Regions from separate parts of the Mus musculus genome. Here region 2 is linked to region 1. The links are chromatin contacts, called in public HiCAR-type maps. All regions are on one chromosome and are shown on one strand. Each heading gives the region's core, a stretch centred on a gene start, on an enhancer-like site or on the middle of the called end of the contact. The rest is flanking DNA. Distances are from core to core; before and after follow the strand shown.

Region 1 (6,915 bases), core at 1,862-4,361:
CAGTGAGGGTGGGCAGTGAAGGGGATACCTATGTCTGGTTCTAGCCCAAACTCTCTGCTTCCTGATCTGCTAAGATGTGACTAAGCCATACCACAGGATCCTGCCACTCAAGGCTGAGATGGTTCAGCTACCATGCCCACCCAACTACCATGCCTACCAGCCACAGGGATTGCACTTCTTAAAACTTTGGGCTAAGTTAAATTTCTTCTCTTATGTAGCTTCTCCCAGGTTTTGTTGTTTGGATACTGTGATAGTTTGTATATGCTTGGGCCAGGGAGCAGCACTATTTGGAGGTGTGGCCTTGTTGGAGTAGCTGTGTTACTGTGTGTGTGGGCTTTAATACTCTAGTCCTAGCTGCCTGGAAGTGAGTCTTCTATTAGCAGCCTTCAGATGAAGATGTAGAGCTCTCAGCTCTGCCTGCACCATGCCTGCCTGGATGCTGCCATGCTCCCACCTTGATGATAGTAGACTGAACCTCTGAACTTGTAAGCCAGCCTCAATTAAATGCTGTCTTTATAAGACTTACCTTGGTCATGGTGTCTGTTCACAGCAGTAAAACCCTAAGACAGATATTTTAGTTTCATTGTTGTTGGGTTTATTTGTTTGTTTTTATACTAAAATATAACTCCTCCCATGCTCTAGTGTGTGTGTGTGTGTGTGTGTGTTTGTGTGTGTGTGTGTGTGGGTGAGAGAGAGAGAGAGAGAGAGAGAGAGAGAGAGAGAGAGAGAGAGAGAGATTGAGGATCTTTATATAGCTCAGCCCGTCCTGGAACTCACTAAGCATCTGAGGCTGGCTTTGAACTTGCAGCAATCCTCTCATTTCTGCCTCCTAAATTCTGGGATTACAGAACCAATCCCACTTTCCAGCTTCTGCCAGGCGTGTTATCACAGTGATGAGAAAGAGTACTAAAATGTCTACTGCACACCTACCGTGTGCCAGTCGCCAAGCCGAGGGCTGGGGCAGAGAGAGGGGTGCTGACCACAGACTTCCCGATGTTTCTTCCACCAAGACTTGTTGGAGGGGGAGGGGCATCAGCTGGGAACAGGGTTTGGAAGCAGGCAGTGATTTAACTGGACCTCCTGGCTTCTCTGTGGCCTGGCTGGTCCCCATCATATTGTTATCATTTTATCTCCCTGCTTCGTCATCCTGCACATGACACTCAGGAGGCATGAGGGTCACCATGTGGTGACCCTCCTGCGACATGGTGCTGCAAAGCCGGGCTAGCTCTGCCAGAGCAGGGTTTCTTATAATCCCATCGGTTGTCCTCATTCAACCTGGGAGGAGTTTCCCTTCCTTCTGCATTCCAACTTCTTCCTTTCCCTGTGCTGAGTTTTCTGCCGTTGAACCTACTTGTCAGATCAGGCCAGGCCTCTGGGCCAATCAGATAGAACTACAGAAATCAGACCTCCCTCTGGAACTAGGCACCAAGAACAGGATAAAACTATGTCAGCTATGTAAACAGACATTGGGGAAATGTCAGTCATTTCCAGTAGCATCCCCTCTTTAAAAAAAAGGGGGGGGGTGGGCTTCTGGCCACATTAATAAAGGCTCTCGGACTCGTGGATGGGGAACCTGGGCTACGGAGTAAAAATGAGCTTCCAAGCCGGGCGTGGTGGCGCATGCCTTTAATCCCAGCACTCAGGAGGCAGAGGCAGGCAGATTTCTGAGTTCGAGGCCATCCTGGTCTACAAAGTGAGTTCCAGGACAGTCAGGGCTACACAGAGAAATCCTGTCTCAAAAAACCAAAGGGGGGGGGGGCGGGAAGAGCTTCCAGGGCTCATTAGCAGTTGCCAGCTCATAACCCACCTCATTTTGTTTCCGCAGCAAGTAAACAGCATAGGTGAAGCCACCGTGGGAAGTGGTAGCTGTTCTCACTGAGACAGAATCTGGTAGAAGCCAGCGCTCTGGTCGTCTCAAAGATACTGTTCTGAAGGAGGCTTCACACCAGTCACCAGCCATCAGCCACCGCACACGGCGAGAGAGCACCATCTCCCCAGAGGTCCTTCCGATCTTAATTTAAAACCTCTGACGAACCTTCAAACGGTGGGGAAAGTGGGTTATCCTACACAGCTGATAGCTGCCCTTCTGTGATCCCTCGTCATGGCAACTCTCTGCCGCTACAGGTGGGAATATGTGGGTGTGAACAGGTGTGCGTGTCCTCCCTGCAGCCCTTGGGCACCTTCCTCAGCAGCATCCTGTCGTGGCGCAATCCCCAGCTATAAAGAGAGCATTATCCAACCAAACCAGAGGGCAAACTTTCCCAGCCTCAGATTCTTCTAGACTAGTACTTTTATTACACTTAGTTATTCATTGTGGGAGGGGACACATGCCTGTGGTGTGAGGAAGATAACTTAGGGAGTTTGTCCTTGGTTCCCACCATCTACCATAGGGGACCCAGAAATCAGGCGCGCCACACACTTGTCATACAGCTGGCTAATGGTAAACACAGTAGGATAATTTGCATCTCTTTGGCTCTCAGGGAAGGGCTTGATGAAAATTCAAATATTTATTGAATGTGCTATCCTTCCATAACACAGGAGAGAAAACTGAGGCTCCCAGGTGTGAGATTCCCTGTTCGGAGCTACTGTCGACAGGTCTGCATTCCTAGACACAGTATGTGTGGCTCTTTGATGTTCATGTGGCCTGTGGCCTGGGCATGGTGCTAGACACCCAGAGACTCTGAGGAAGACATGCATCTCCGTTTCTAGCTAGCCTTCATCACTCCACTAAGATCGTGAAAAATGTAAGTCTTGTTCCGGGCAGCAGCTGCAGGCAGTGGCTGTCTTCCCCCCCTCCAGATAGCTGAGCATATAGGTGGGGTTGTGGAGATCTGGAGGCTTCCGGCAGCCTTTTAAGCCCTCTGGCACAGATGTCCACCCTCTAAAGAAAGCACGTACCCAGATAACAACCATCTGCACCCTGCTTTGCAGAGCACGTCTGTGCATGCTCCGTGTGCGATCTCTGGAGATGGAGCGGGACATAAATCTGCATGTTCAACGAGCAGAGGATATGATATAGGCTCAGATTCTCCGAGTGACTTGCCCCAGCCCTCCAGCTACTGTGAGGGCAGAAGTGAGTCACAGGCCCACGGCCAAGTCCCAGAACCTTTCTCAAACTGTCCATCCGGGATTTGCAGGAGGCAGATCCTGGCCCTGCGCATTTGAAGTTCCTCCAGGACAGCAGGCACACCTCTCCCCCTTTTTCCATGTTTTACTTTTTTTGCAAACTGTGGACAGGAGTTTTCGGGAATGTTCAGATGGGACAGCTGCAGACAATGTTCTCTTCCTAGTTCCCTTTAGCCTGGATATGCAGTCTGCATGGTGGAGAGGTATGTGGGTCAGGTCCCTGTGAGGCCCACTCTGAAGTCATGGGTGAATGACTAAGTTTATTTGGGAGATGAGCCCAGGAAGTGCAGGCCAAGCCGAGGTCGGGGGAAGAAGGAAAGCCAGGGAACTTGACACTGTACCAAGTAAGTTACCACTGCAGCCTGGGCCTGGGGGGAGACAGTACCGCTGCAGCCTGGGCCTGGGGGGAGACAGTACCGCTGCAGCCTGGGCCTGGGGGGAGACAGTACCGCTGCAGCCTGGGCCTGGGGGGAGACAGTACCATTGCAGCCTGGGCCCAGAGGGACCAGAGTCACGCAGAGTGGTACCCCGTTTGAGAGGTCTTTCTCCCCATGTCCCATCCGTCTGTCCATCCAGGCTGCAGCCCTCCAGGGTGCCGTCTCACTCTAAACCTCCATGTTCTTCAGTTCATGCAACCCCAGCAAGCCCCAAGGTGGAGACTCCTAGCTGCTTGCATTCGACTGCTGCTGGAATATGCTGGAAAGGCAAGTGGGGATGCCATTCACCATATGTGAGGGCATACATCCCAAGACCCAGGAAAGGGCACAATAGCTTTAGAAAGTACCAACTTCTATATAAACTATAATCTTCCAGTATACACATACCTGCAATGAAGTTCCAGTCATGAATTAGGCACAGGCTACTCCCATCAATACCAATTAAAAGAGGACAGTTGTAACAAAGTATCACAGGAATGACAGGGGTGTCCCTGTCCCTAAAGAGTCAATACAGATATTCACCCTTTTGGATTGTGACTGACCAAAGCTTCAGAAAAATGGAATAGGAGGCTCAGGGTGTTGGGTGTGGGAATTGTAGGTAGTAGGGCTTGAATAAATAATTGAGTTTGGGAAATCTTTATTGACTACATTTACAGTTTTAATTTTAAACGCTTTAACGTTAAATATGCATACCACAAATTTTACCCATTTAAAAAAAAATTGAGGTGTGATCTCATACAGCCCAGCCTAGCCTTGAACTTACAATGTGCCTTAAAATGTCTTTGAACTTGTGATTCTCAGGTCAGTATCCCCTGGGTACCAGTTGAGATTACCAAACAAGTTTGGGTTACAAGTATGGGCCGCCTTCCCAGCCATAGTACGTGCTTGGACTTGAACCTAGGACTTCATGCGTGGTAGTCAAGCATGCTCCGGACTGAGCCACATCCCCAACTCTCTCTGCTGACTATTTTTATGCGTACAGTTCAACAAGATGAAGACCCATGCACTACCATGGTCTCTCTGGACACTTAGTGTGTATTCCCACCTCACCAACCCCTGCAGCCCTGACAGCCATGGCCTACTTCTCTGTCTTTAAATTTGACTCTCCAGGTGTCTCATGTAAGTGGAACCACGTGGTATCTGTCCTTTCATATCTGGCTTGGATGGGTTAATTGCCAAAATGTGCATGCCCTGTTGCCTAGAGTTGAGGTCCCAAGACCCTTGTATTTCCGAAGACAGCAAAGTGACGGTGCTGTGTGATGAAGGTCTCAAAATTTTCATGGTGGTATTGTATGTTGCGGTGAAAAGGCGGGTACCACCTCCATCAGAAGAGGGTCCTGAGGGAAGATGCAGTTTACTTCAGTGGTCTGGGGAACGATGCAGCTGTTTAGCAGAGCAAAAGATGTAGTCCGTAAGAATGGCCAGGAGAGGTGAAGTTTCAGCCAAGACAAAAACCAAGCCCTTCAAAGACCCAGCTATGCAAATCCCCGAAGCAAGGTAAGAGGTAAGTTCAACAAAGAAAGACTGGATTTTGTTTAAAAGAAGCCAGGTGTGGCCGTGCACTCTGATTCTCTCAGCACTGTTGAGGCTGAGGCAGGACGGAGCTTGGGCTTCTGGCTGCTCTGTGCTGCACTGTCAGATTCTTGACTCCAAGAGAGAAAGAAAGAACAGGAAGGAATAAAGATGGAGGAAGGGGGGGGAAGTATAAAAGGATACAGGCATGTACCATATGGTCTGCAGGGATGCAGCCATGTACTGTGTGCACTGCAGCTCTGCAGGAACGGTAGGCGAGCGGATTAAGCGTGTTGCGGGGAAAATGGATCTGAGCAGGACTGCCTTTAACATTGTCTTTTCTTAAGAATGGATAATAATGTCGATTTCTTCTGAAAATATAGCTCCTAATAGTGAAGGAACGCTCTCTCGACATCACAATGCAGTCATTTACATTCGGCTACATATAACAGTGAACTGGATGTGTGTGTCTGTCAACAGACAGATACGGGGAGCTGGCTCAGGAGTTTGGGGCATCTGTTGCTCTTGCTGAGGATCCAGGATCTATTCTCAGCACTCACATGGTGACTCACAACCATCCGTAACTCCAGTTTCAGGGGATCCAAAGCCACCTTCTGACCTCTGCAGGTACTACACACATGTACGCATATATATGTGCAAGCAAAGCACTCATGCATATAACAAATAAATCTGAAACAAAGTTTCTAAGACATACACAAAGATACTCATGACAACAATAAACATTGGCTAAAAGTGTGAAATACCTGCCTATCCAGTATATAATGGGTAGAGTTGGGGATGCTGCTGTCAAACAGGTGCAAGGCTCTGGATTCCAGGCTTCACTCTTAGCATGGAGTGAAGAGGAGGCAGAGGTGGAGAAGGAGGAGGAGGAGGAGGAGGAGGAGGAGGAGGAGGAGGAAGAGGAGGAGGAGGAGGAGGAGGGAGAGGACTGGGTGAGGAGAAGGAAGAAAAAGAAGTGAGGGACAGGAAGAGAGGGAAGGAAAAGAAATAGGGAGGGTAGGATAGGTATGGTGACAAGAAAGGAAGAGGAGAAGAGATGAGGGGGTGGGACCAGACAGGGAGGGGAGGGAAAAGAAGGCGGGACAAGTCCAAATAGAGCAACAGTCTTTGTTCATGGCTGTCCCTAGGAGAAGAGCAATGTCTACTGAGACAAAAGAGAAACTGAGGATATCAACCAGGGCGGGTGAGGGGGCCCCAGCCCTAGGCCCAGCTCCACATTTTCACAGGCAGTGGGTCAAAGGGAGGAGAAATCCTATGCAGGACCCATGTCCTGGGCTCAGGCCGAGTGCTGGCTCAGCATCCCCTGGCTGGTGCCCCTTGGCCAAGCTCACTGCCTCTTTGAGTGTGTGAGCTGGCCCATGGCCCTGGCTGCCACTCAGCTCGGCCATCAGGAGATGCCAGATGTCCTGGTAGACACCCACTCGCTATGGCCGCCTTCCCTGGCTCTGCAGAATGAGACTGGAGGGATCTGCTTAGTCTCTGGACAGAGGGATTTTGACAGGTGAAAGTATTTGAGAAAGAAAATCCTTCTGCTGCAGAATAGATGGGGAGAATTTCTTTTAAAAAAAATCAACCTTTCAGCTCAAGCAGGCCTTCAGTGAAATATAAGAATTTCTCTGATTATGTATCTAATATTGAGCAGAGAGGGGAGGGAGCAGATAAAAGGCGCTCCCCACTGAACTGGCTCTTGCCATTTCCCACACGCCGTGTTTATGATTATGGGTTTAGAGTATTTTCCTTCTTGGGTTTCATAAAGGCCGGCATCCACTCACACGGCTCGCCCCTCTGCCCTCTCCCTGATATTTCACAGCGGAGCAGG
Region 2 (6,472 bases), core at 2,437-4,936, 140 kb before region 1:
GACCCTGCCTGAACTCCAGCTTGCCAGTCTTAACACAAGCTCCATGCTCTCTGGACAGCCTGTGTCTTTGCTTCAAGCTAACCTTCCCTGTGTCTTTGCTCAAGCTAGCCCTCCCTGGGATTGTCCTCATTGCCAACTGCTGCTGGAATTGTGCCTCACAACAAGTCCTTAGTTGTAGCCTTTCTGTTCCACTGAGCTTTTCTCTTGACTTAGAATATTTTCCTCCTATTGCTGTCTTCCTCTTGGGATGCTCTCACATGTCATGGAAAAGGAAACCAACATTTATGTATATTGGTTCCATGGTAGACAGCTGAGAGGTGTGTTGACTCGTGGTAGTTTCAAACACAGCCTGCTACATTGCAAGGACCGTTTCTCTGTCTCTTTGCACGCTTTCTACCAGACTGTGGCCAGTGCTGATTGTGGGTACCAGATGCTGGCTAAGTAGCATCTGAGTTACATGGAAAGGGCTCCTGAAGTATTCCAGTAAGGTTTTAGAAACAGGGAATGAGATTAATGGTGATAGCTGCTAGTCTCCAAGTGAGAACTAGACAGAAATGTCAGGTTTTAAGTAAATTAGGGTCATGGTAGAGCCATTAGGAAAGGCAAAAGGACTGGAAGGAGGATAGTAAAGCCACCTAGGTGGTGTCCTGCGCAGCAGCTGTTCTTTAGCACCTTTTACTCCAGTGCTGAATGCTATCCACCACACAAAGAGCAATATTTGAGAGTGAGAGGGTTGGTGTCACATTATTGATGCTTAGACTCAAGAGATAACAATTGTTTTGTATGGTGATGGTTCTCACCTTACAACATATTCATCCCTTTTCTCACTGAGAATATCATGACATCTTGAGTTCCATGGTCTTGACAACTGCTCCCAGCCTCACTTGTCATCTTGAATTTCATATTGTCAGTCTGTGATTTAAAACTTTGAAATTGAACTCTTTCTTTGACTTATTTATGAGGAGAGGAGTTTATATACATTAGGTTTTTGTGGATTCCATTTTGGATCAAATATTTGACGTGGAAGGCTGTCTAGTACTTGGAAATCTAGAGTTGTTATTTTAACTGTGTAGTCCTTATAACTGCTGACCATCGTGCAATACAAAAACACTGGCAAAAATGTATTGGCACACTGTATCTCCCAGCCATGGCCATGTATGGGTAAGTGTTTGTGACTCTTTTCTGCCGAAGGTCAGCAACTGTAACCTGTATCGCCTTGGCAAGAAGAAGGGACTGCCCAGCCGCATGGTGGTGTCGATATTCGATCCTCCTGTGAATTGGCTTCCTCCTGGTTATGTGGTAAACCAAGACAAAAGTAACTCAGAGAAGTGGGAAAAGGATGAAATGGTAAGCTCTCAGCATGGAGCTTTTTGTTTGTGTTGACTGAAGAATGTTGTTTTTTGTTGTTTTCTTTCTGCTGTACGTTTGCCATGTAGTAGATATTTCATGTGTTGGCAGGCCGTCTGTGACTTCAGAAATAGTGTTGGTTTTGGTGCAGTGTGATTTCTCTTACCTCCCCTCCCCATTCCAGAGGCATAAACTTCTGTTATGTTTCCACTTAGAAATAAAATCAGAGCCCTCTCAGATTCCTTCCCTCTCATGTTACAGTGTAGCCTTAGCCATTTGCTGGAGTGACTCTGCAGTGACCTGTGATCTCCAGGCTGTGTCTGGAAGAATTCAGTTCAGCACAGACTAGCTTGGGCAGTGCTAGCTTGGAACTATTTCCTCTTGCCAACCTGACGACAGCTCGCCGCCGCTGTATGGGAAGGTTGCAGTGTACTACTATAAAGACTTTAAACCGGGCCACAGACTGGAGAATTCTCTTTAGTAGCTACAGCTTCCTTTGTCTTGTCCTCAAGCCACCAGGGGGCAGCCCGGAGGCCTGGACTCCCAGCTTGTGGCTGGGGGTCAGTTGTCTTGTACTTCTTTGAAGTTCTCATCTGTTCAGGCGTCTCGCTTGCCAGATTTATTTTGTATTGATGACAAATGGGCTCGCATTATTTCATTTTTACTTCAGGCTTTAATGATAATGCCGTTTCTGTTACAGGTTTGTGACTAGTATCTTCCCATGCCTTGTTTCTGACATTTCTGTCTCAATGAGTCCTAAGTGTCTGTAGGTGGTGGGTCTCTGAGGCCTGCTCTGATGTAGGCCTGCTTGCTGAGTTTATTTATAACTCACGTAGGATTTGACTTATCACAGAAATGCAACTTAGCTGGAAAACATTAAGAGCATTTTAATGCAAATTAAGTCTGAGGATGGCATTTGCTATTAATTTATAACACACACACATACACACACTCTCGAATACATGATGCACACACTCACACACACTTAGAAAAGTGAAGAATTTGAACCTTAGAAAAAGTACTTCATTTTTACTAAAAACAGGCCAGCAGGCCTCCTCTTCTGTCTAATATTTGATCCTTTAGGTAGCAGTGACATGCCAGGGCATTCCTGCGTTACATGTTACAGCGTGGACTTGTGTTTTCTGTCCTTTTCTGCTGACTCAGTCCTTCGTTCCTAGCACACACTCTCAGACTTTCATCTGGTGCCGTACACATAATCACTAGGGAGTCCCAGAGTCGGAGTGGTTATGGACGCAAGGTCCTTCCAGTTCCTTCTGCCCCTGGGTCACAGCTCAGTCTCTGAATGCCTCCTAGGAGAGAGAGTGAGAACAGTAGACTGTACTATCAAGAGATACACACACACACACACACACACACACACACACACACACACTTTTCAAATGCCTTTTGTGTTTTGGAGAGCATCTTTGAAGTATAACTCCTTGTGAAAATGAAGAGTCTGCACAGTGCCAGGGATGTAGAAGACAGCGCAGGATCACTGGGTGACAGCACCATGTTACAGGGCATGATTTATGCAGGAACTCTGCAGTTTACAACCTCAGGCTAAATAATGTCAAGTTGGCCCATCTTGTCTTAAGACCTAAATAATAAAGCTGATGTGGTGGCACATGCTTTTCCCATCACTTGGGATACAGAGGTAGGTGGGTCTCAGAGTTCAAGGCCAACCTGGTTTTACATAGTGAGTTCCAGGCCACCCAAGGCTACACAGTTAGATCCTGTCTCAAACAAAACAAACAGAAACAGACATTAGTTAAAGTCTTTCATGTTATCTTGGAAAAATGGGATAGTTTCTTGAGGTTTGCTGATAGCTGGGTACTTGGTCTGTACAAGGTGTCTATTCACCTTGTAGATACTGGTGCCTGTAGAGGCCAGAAGAGGGAGTTGGATCACCTGCAACCCTCATTAGAGTTGGTTATAAACTGCCATGTTGGTGCTGGGAACTGAACCCAGATCGCCTGCCAAGAGCAGCCAGTATTCTTAATCTCTGAGCCATCCCTTGGGCCCCTGTTGATGTTTAGTGTTTTTTATTTTTCAAAAAAAAATATTTTTTTTTGGTTTATTTTTTTAGTGATTGCATGTGGTTACATGGCTAGACTCAAAGCTATTTTTCTTTCAGGCAAATACAGAGTTTCTATCTTTTGTGAGTCTGGTTTAAACTGAGATGTATGCTTGTTTTAAAGTCACATGGAAAATAGTTTGAAAGCGTTTTGTCACAATTCCCTGGAAAGTTGTTCCATTCAAAGTTGAAGTTTACAGTCCTGCATTTGCCCTCAAGTAGGGTGGTGGCGCTGTGTGTGACTTTATGGCATTGCAGAGATTGGGTGGTATCTTAGCATTGCAGAAGATGAGGTCACTGCTGAATCATAGCCCATTATTAAAGTTGTCACTCACAAACAGCTTTTGTCAAAGAAATTGGATTTAGCAAAGATTTTGACAGAAATGGGATTGTTTTGTTCCATTTTAGTCTAATTTTTCTTCTGTTTTGTCAGCCTGCTATGACCTGTTGGCCTGAGTACCACAGCTCTGAACAGAGGGCGAAAGAATAATTTCCCAAATTCATATCCTCTTTCAATGGGCTTGTTTAGTTTTTAGTTTTTAAGCAAAGCAGTTTAGTTTTACATTGGAGCAAATGTTTTTTGATTTGAAGTGGAAGTAGAGAGAGAAACTGTTATAATGCCCTCCTATAGTTTTTAGTGATAAAGGGTTTTAAAAATAATTTTGTCTGCTTTTATATTATGTTATTAATTGTAAAGATAGTGCTCTTTCTACATCTGGAATTTCATTTTGTTGGTTTTGAAAGTCAAGCAACCACATTCAAATGCTGATAGCCAATGGAAGATTCCGCTCGGCACCGCAGGGCTCGGCTATCCTTGCAGTCTGGCCGCTCACTTGACATCTGCATGGTGGATATCAATTTAACTTCATCCTTGTTCAGAATTCTTCACTTACAGATTTATACTGGATAAAGGTCATTTTATAACTTAGAAAATGAGCATTCAAAGAGCATGTTTGACTTTGTTTATATGATTAAATAACTTATTTTATGTTAATTGAAAACAAATGGCCATGATTTTTAAAAGTTGCCTTTCAGTATTTGTGGTTGTCATTTGAAATTATCCATAACCCTTGCTTTTATTGAGTTTCAAACCCTTTTAAAAACAGCAGCTCTGTCTCTCCTCCTTCCCCGTCCCCGTTTCAGACAAAAGACTGCTTGCTGGCTAATGGCAAACTGGGTGAGGCCTGTGAGGAGGAGGAGGACCTGACGTGGAGGGCCCCCAAGGAGGAGGCCGAGGATGAGGACGACTTCCTGGAGTATGACCAGGAGCATATCCAGTTTATAGACAGCATGCTCATGGGCTCGGGCGCCTTCGTGAGGAAAATCTCTCTGTCGCCCTTCTCAGCCTCCGACTCTGCATACGAATGGAAGATGCCCAAGAAGGCCTCCTTGGGCAGTATGCCGTTTGCCTCGGGCCTTGAGGATTTTGATTACAGCTCTTGGGATGCGATGTGCTATCTGGATCCTAGCAAAGCCGTTGAAGAGGATGACTTTGTGGTAGGTTTCTGGAATCCATCAGAAGAGAACTGTGGCGTCGACACAGGGAAGCAGTCCATTTCTTACGACTTGCACACGGAGCAGTGCATTGCTGACAAGAGCATAGCGGACTGTGTGGAGGCCCTGCTGGGCTGCTACTTAACCAGCTGCGGCGAGAGGGCTGCTCAGCTCTTCCTCTGTTCGCTGGGGCTGAAGGTGCTCCCAGTAATCAAAAGGACCAGCCGGGAGAAGGCCTTGGACCCTGCTCAGGAGAACGGAAGCAGCCAACAAAAGAGCCTTTCAGGGAGCTGTGCCTCTCCAGTTGGCCCACGCTCCTCTGCAGGGAAAGACTTGGAGTACGGCTGCCTGAAGATCCCACCGAGGTGCATGTTTGACCATCCAGACGCAGAGAAAACCCTCAACCACCTGATATCTGGGTTTGAAACTTTTGAGAAGAAAATTAACTATAGATTCAAGAATAAGGCTTATCTTCTGCAGGCTTTTACACACGCCTCCTACCACTACAACACTATCACTGGTAAGGAGCTCCAGGGCCACTCTCCTGTCCCAAAGCAGGAGACTTTGTGTCTTGTTTTGGTCTTACACAAATAAGATCTGTGCATGCACAGTCTTAGTGCTCAGTACGGATGCATGGCTGGGGGAGGAAGTAAAAGAAAGCAGAACTCTAATGCCCCGTCTGCTGGGGAGTAAGACTGCGTGGTGATGTGAGTGCTGGGTGTGGCTCCTGTATCCTCTCACGCATGGCATCTTACATGCTGCATGTGTAGAAATCCAAGCTCTGGTGTTTGCTACCTAAATACCTTTCTTAGGCTCAGTTGTGGCTTTAGCTTCTTGTTTTACTCACATATGTGGCATGTATTTCTTCATCTTTTTGTTGTTCCTAAACGAAAGGCACCTCTCTTGTCTTTTTAAATCTAAAGATGAGAAATTTAAACAGAACCATTCTATAGGAAGGGGTCATTGCTTCCCACTGTACAATGCTTTTTTTCCCTCTTGATACCTAAGAGGGTCCCTAGAACCAGACAGCTTCAGCTGGTGAACCCAGATAAAGCTTATCTCTTGCTTTCTGTGTGAGAATATCAAGCATATCAAAGCAAAACAAAAAGCTTGTGTGTGGTTTGGATGGTAAAAATCATGTAGGTTAAAGCTGTTTGCAAAATATTAATCCTGACAGTGACGGTCCAAAGTAAAGCCTGCTTTTCTTTGTGGAGAGGAAATGGTGTGGTCTCCATCCATTGCTGGAAACTCTGAGGCCTGGGCTCTAGCCTGGCTTGTCTCTTTTTGCCTCTTCCCCACTGGATACTCTGGAACAGGTCACTTCTGTCCCAGCCTCATTCTCTCAGCTCAGTGGATTCTTTTAATGGCTTTGAGGAAATCAAGGTTCTGATCCGCCCTGGACGCGTTTTCATTCTGACAAGCATTCTTTTTGTCTGAGTGTTGTGCCCTAGCACACAATTCTTTCTTAGTCCCTAGGTTTGTCAAGTCCAGTGCGTTTGAGTTTGAGTTGAAGAGTCATGTTTTCCCTGCTGCTGTCCCATGTAATATATAAGA

Evidence for each region. HiCAR-type assays count read pairs that join an accessible place to other places.
Region 2: a HiCAR-type map of fibro-adipogenic progenitors shows a contact between it and region 1, with 2.9 times the contacts expected there. The contact joins two enhancer-like sites. A contact is called at or near these places in 1 of 484 Hi-C or Micro-C datasets (nephron progenitors) and 2 of 115 datasets of contacts at active chromatin or transcription factors (embryonic stem cells and fibro-adipogenic progenitors).

What each region holds. Positions count from the first base shown.
Region 1 is chr12:104,557,532-104,564,446 of GRCm38.p6, reverse strand. No RefSeq gene overlaps it. Among named protein-coding and RNA genes, the nearest start is that of Gm10000, 87 kb to the right of the region's middle. Within about 2 kb of position 3,111, at least 30 of the 459 cell types and tissues checked have an H3K27ac peak or open chromatin away from gene starts, as enhancers often do. A contact at or near this core is called in fibro-adipogenic progenitors, where this site is marked.
Region 2 is chr12:104,695,240-104,701,711 of GRCm38.p6, reverse strand. It overlaps Dicer1 (dicer 1, ribonuclease type III), which reads left to right. Exons shown (of 27, transcript NM_148948.2): 22 at 1,192-1,347; 23 at 4,568-5,438. Among named protein-coding and RNA genes, the nearest start is that of Gm31573, 36 kb to the right of the region's middle. Within about 2 kb of position 3,686, at least 11 of the 459 cell types and tissues checked have an H3K27ac peak or open chromatin away from gene starts, as enhancers often do. A contact at or near this core is called in fibro-adipogenic progenitors, where this site is marked.